Linked DNA regions of Mus musculus: region 2 is linked to region 1. The links are chromatin contacts, called in public HiChIP or PLAC-seq maps. All regions are on one chromosome and are shown on one strand. Each heading gives the region's core, a stretch centred on a gene start, on an enhancer-like site or on the middle of the called end of the contact. The rest is flanking DNA. Distances are from core to core; before and after follow the strand shown.

Region 1 (2,700 bases), core at 88-2,587:
TACCTGCACTTAAAGATAATGACCTCTGTAAGATGTGAAGGTAGAGTAAAAATTATTTGTGTATATAGAAAACAAAGTTATATTCTTCAGAAATTAATTCCTTACGATAAAGTTAAGTGTAGGATTTTTAGAGGGAGAAATATTCAGGACTTCCAAGCTAGAAGTTTATAGATTTGATTACATAACCTAGACACTGTTTTTTGATAGGATATTCTCTTAACAGTTCAAGTGAGTGTTAATAGCTGCAAATGATTGACTGGGAGCAAAAGATCTTAGAATATAAGAATACTCAGAGAAGATACTGTGGTCCTGACAAAATTTATAGATTTCATTACTTAGTCAAACCTAAGTGAAACACAATACTAGAATGTAAAGGAACTTGACCAAAAAATAATGCTGCCAAGAGCTGATTCACTAGACTGGGATATCTATTTACTAGTTTTAATTACATGCATATGTGAGTATTTATGGAGGAAACACATAGGCTTTAGTGCAGAAGGCATCTATTCCCTGGAGCTACAGTTATAAACATTTGTAGCCATTTGACACCCAGTTCCATACTTGGAACTGAATATGGTCTTCTGGAAGATTGATTCACATTCTTCATTGCTGAACTATCCCCTCCAATGCCACCGTGGATGGCAGACTTTTAGGTGAGGGGAGTGAGATAGGACATTGTTTGTTGGTAGGGTATTCTCTTAACAGCTCAAGTGGGTGTCATATGGACAGGGAGCAGAATAAGATGCTAAAATATAAGAATATTCAGTGAAGATACTGTGGTCCTGATAATTGTCAGTAGAAAGAATAATTAATAATAACAAAGCCAATAATGATAATTACAATGATAAATTCTTGAAAAGTGGGAGTCTAACAATGAAACATCCTAAAAGTTAGTTGTTGACAATGACTATTAACATTCTATACTAGGAAATTGAATAAAGCAATCCATTTAACAAGATAGACCCTTATCCTTACCTTCTAAAACCTGGCATTAAAAGTCTACTATCCAACAGAGAATACACTTAGGGAGCTGGAGCAGGAGGACTGATCTGGAGGCCAGCTAGGGCTCCATAACTAGGGGGAGGAAGACAGGGAGGAGGGAGAGGAGGAGGATGGATGGATCGATGGATGGATGGATGGATGAATAGCAGTCCTTCTGGATATAGAAAATAAAGTCCTTCAAAAGCAATCCTAGGCTTTCAGCACTAGAAGAACATGTTTCCTTTCTTACAAAAAAGGCTTACACTATTTATTTGTATCTTAGTCCAGGGAAATGAGTAATAGGGACTTGCCAGTGAAATTCTTTCCTGACTACTCAACAGATCATATTTCCCACTTGGGAAAAAAAAAAAAAACCTGAAGCCTGAAGGAGCCATAGGGTCAGGAGACGGAGGATCTGCATTGTCTAACAAACTGCTGCGACTTAGTGTTGATAGTTGTCAAATTCCTCATCTGAAAATGTCTCCAATGGGCTCAAAGATGTGTACAGTCATGTGTGACTTTAGGAATGGGTCCTCTCTTGGCATTCCATCAGGATTCCTTCCCAGATTCCTTCCCACATTGGGCTTCCTCCAACACACATTTGGGTTAAGACCACAAAACGTCTGAAAAGCTCTCCCTGAGAATGAAACTGTCATTTTTCCCATGGCTACTGTTTCGTAGCTCAGGATCCCTTCCCCACTCATTGTCTATAACAACCGTGAGTGACTTCTCTCAGACCCTGTGACCATGAAGGATTGGTGGCTTGGGAGCATGGATTGTATGCGCATGCTTTATAACCCAGAAGCAGTGCTGGTCCTCCACCCTGTGGCAGACCAAGCAGAATAGAAACCAAGGATCTGGTTTGAGACTAAGAGTCACAAGAAGGCTGGGAAATTACCAGTTTCTGAAGAGGTGATTCCCATAAGCATAAAATGATAACCATGTCCCTGACTTCTCTTCTCTATATAACTCCAAATATAGAATGAAGAGTCATCAGAAGTTGTTGGTAAAAGGAGTTGGGATCTAGTCATAGTCAGCATAGGAAGACAAGGAGGGTCTTTTTAAGAGGTGACAAACAAAGGCCTGGGTGGAGTGACAAGGCATTGGGAAAAAGGTGGCTCTAAAGGAAAAGGTAGCAATAAGCTTTGCCACACTTACTTACCCCAGTAAGCACATAGCCACTAGCTCAGCACATTTCCTGAAAGTCTTGCATTCATCAAAATGCAATTATTCAAACCTAGAACTTTTTTCTTGCCTTTAAAATCCACTGAGAGTAGTAGAGGCCCCTCTACAAGTTATTTAGTCCCATTAGAGACTTGTGAAATTGGGAGGAAATGTCATTCATGGGCATGTGACAAAGTACGAACAAAATTCTCTCTGATGCTGGGCCCCTGGGTTTCACTTCTAAAGTCACCTAGCCTTGGGGTTTAGGACAAAATTTCTGCAAGCAAGAACATCATGACTTCATAAATGTGAAGACCTAAGGAAAATCTATGGATTCCTCACATGCAGGTGGCAATGCCACAGAGTGTGAGCACATTTTTCTCTCTGCTTCTTAATTTCCCCTACTCTGAGAGCAGTGGCTTCATTCATTCACTATGTCATGTTCCTGGGCAGGCCTGGCTCACATACATATGTACATTTGAAATGCCATGAGATTTCAAAGCCCAGAGACCAAGAATTTGATCTTTTCCAAGCTTACCTGTGTTTCTCTAAGTA
Region 2 (2,700 bases), core at 77-2,576, 310 kb after region 1:
TAGCAGGTTCTGAGTGATATGAAACAAAGATGAGAGGTGCCTCAAGGAGAAGCTATTCATCCTAAAAAACACATGCCTCCCCTCCTGTCCTGTCCTTAGTCACTAGCTCCCAGAAGCAGCTATCAGCTTTTCCCTCAAGGTCGCACATGGACATGATCACTCAAGTGGAATTTCCTCCTCCTCCTCCCTTAGGAAGGAAACACTAGGCTGCCATGGTAGAAGTATAAGTTTGTTATAAAGCCACAAGCTGTTGCATTCCTAGCCTTCTTCTCCCATGTCCTATCCTACATCCCCTTGGAAGTATCTGAGGAGGGGGACATACTAGCTTGATCTCTCTCTCTCTCTCTCTCTCTCTCTCTCTCTCTTACACACACACACCCCCTTGGCTTTGTACTTCTCTACCAATTTCTCTATTATAGAGCATCCTGGAGGGCATTGGTGGCCTCTCCCTTTGCAGATGAGCTTCCCTAGCCTCCTGCCCTCTCAGGATCCACCCAAGCCTCCCACACCTCCCTGACAACACTGACCTGCTACCCACTCATGCCTGAGTCCAAAGGGACTATTTGGCCATGCTTTTCCTCCAGTTTTCTCCATGTAAACTCTTTCCCTTCCCAAACTACTCTCTTCTCCCTCAAGCTTCATTGTTAAACTTCTACCTGGCTTGGGGCTCCATTGTCTCCTTTGGATGCAAGCGGGGAAACCCCAAGCTGTACCCGCCCCTACAGCCATCACTGATTCTCTGTACTAAAGGAACTGGGTCCACCACACCCAGTGTTTCCCAGGGATGTTTTGAAGTGAGAAATCACCAACCCAAAAAGTCCCCAGTCTTCAAAGCGCACACTATTCCTGGGTTTTCTCTTTAGGATATGATAAGACTCTCCAACAGCTAATGAGTCACCAAATAATTATTTGGCTATTTCATCATATGCATGGTATCAAGCTAGTCAGAACTAAGTCAGCATGGAATTCAACTCCAGGTCTCAGTGGGTTAAGATCAATAAAGCAAGCTGGTTACTACCAGAAATCTCCTACTTGACTTGAAAACTTTTCTTAGTCTATCCTTGTCTGTTACCTGATGAGGTCTGCAAAGACTCCTCATGGTGGCTAGCCCCAAGAGGAGAGGAGAGCCCATGGCCCTTGGACTGTCTAACATCAGGACCTAACAAGCACTGGGTGAGGTTCCTGGCATTGTGTGTTTATAAACTGTGACTCTGGGTGCAAATGCCTCTTTCTCTTCTTTCCAAAGAAATCACTTGTGTCTACCCACATCAGGATCTGCTAGAGTCCTTGCTTAAAATGCAAGCTCTCCAGCCCCACCCCAGAGCTACTGACTCAGAACAACACCATGGGTGGGGCCTGGGACTATACATCTTTTAACCCATTTTCCACATGATTCTCACACGCATCCAAGTTTCCAAACCACAAGTTCAATTCTGTTTTGACTGCCACAGGACTTTTCTGGATAAGAAGACTAGGGTGACTTTTGACTGTAGGAGGACTATGGGTAGAAATGGTTCTATGTCTTTTAACATGGACTGAGATGCCTATGAAATATGGAGAAGTTCAAGTTCCTCACCTTGAATGGCATTTACAGATCTCCTACATACATCCTCCTCGAGTACTTTATCATCTCTAGAAGACTGACAGTACCTAATACACTGAGATGCTATGTAAATACAGTATACTCTTTAAGAATTACTAGGGGAAAATGTCTGTGAGTATTTGTGCAAATGCCTCTCTTCCTTTCTGTCTCTCTCCCTTTCTCTCTCTTTCTCTCCCTTTCTCTCTCTTTCTCTTTCTTTCTCTCTCTCTCTCTCTCTCTCTCTCTCTCTCTCTCTCTCTCTCTCTCCCTCCCTCCCTCCTTCCCTCCCTCTCTCTCTCTCTTTCTTTCTTTCTCTCAGAATTTTAGATCCACAGTCAAGTGAACCCTTAGATACAGAATCCATGGATGTGATGCGACCAATTTTAATTCATCTTTCTATAATGATGGACTCCTTGTATTAGTGTGAGATAGCTGCGTGCTGGGCTTCACACATACTCTTGAGATCCCTCTGATGTCCATCCAGCCTTTTTAAGGCTCTGGGGGAATGGACAACAAACAAATCTCACTGTGTCTTCTTATTGCTCACTGGAGGCCCAGCAGGAGGTTGATGGAGCACCCTGCCTTGATCAAGTCAGACAAGCTTCCCGGGTACATGATGAGCTAGACACACTGGACCATGCAGTGCTAGGCTACCAGCTCAGTCTGAATGTAAGAAAGTCCATTCAGCGTTAACAAGCTACTTGGTTAGCTTGCTTTCAGGAGCACACAGTTCCTTGGAATCAATTTTCCTAACACAGAGTGGTAACCGGATCAGCTCAACCAAATCAATCCAAATGGTGCTGCACTCTGATCTAGGATATGGACTCATTAGCCATCTGTATATAGAAATACATGGAAGTCAAATGCAATGGTCACCACTGCTCACAGCCTAATGTCCTCCGACAAATACCTACCTACACAGCAGTAGAACATGTCTGTAAATATGTGAAGGAAAGAAAACATGATATAAGAAGTACAGGATACACTTGAAAAGGAAACCAGAATTACAATTGAGCTCTGTGCAGGGAGTAAAAGACATTAAACATGAAAAGAGACAGAGTTACACTCAGGAGCAAGCAGGTGTGCTATACACACCTGCAATTCCAGCAATAGTTAAC

Evidence for each region. HiChIP or PLAC-seq counts read pairs in DNA pulled down with a chosen protein or histone mark.
Region 2: a contact with region 1 is called in an H3K27ac HiChIP or PLAC-seq map of the NIH/3T3 cell line, with 2.2 times the contacts expected there. The contact joins two enhancer-like sites. A contact is called at or near these places in 2 of 115 datasets of contacts at active chromatin or transcription factors (the NIH/3T3 cell line and regulatory T cells).

The regions. Positions count from the first base shown.
Region 1 is chr2:9,480,559-9,483,258 of GRCm38.p6, forward strand. No RefSeq gene overlaps it. Among named protein-coding and RNA genes, the nearest start is that of Gm13218, 110 kb to the right of the region's middle. Within about 2 kb of position 1,338, at least 55 of the 459 cell types and tissues checked have an H3K27ac peak or open chromatin away from gene starts, as enhancers often do. A contact at or near this core is called in the NIH/3T3 cell line, where this site is marked.
Region 2 is chr2:9,791,250-9,793,949 of GRCm38.p6, forward strand. No RefSeq gene overlaps it. Among named protein-coding and RNA genes, the nearest start is that of Gata3, 86 kb to the right of the region's middle. Within about 2 kb of position 1,327, at least 41 of the 459 cell types and tissues checked have an H3K27ac peak or open chromatin away from gene starts, as enhancers often do. A contact at or near this core is called in the NIH/3T3 cell line, where this site is marked.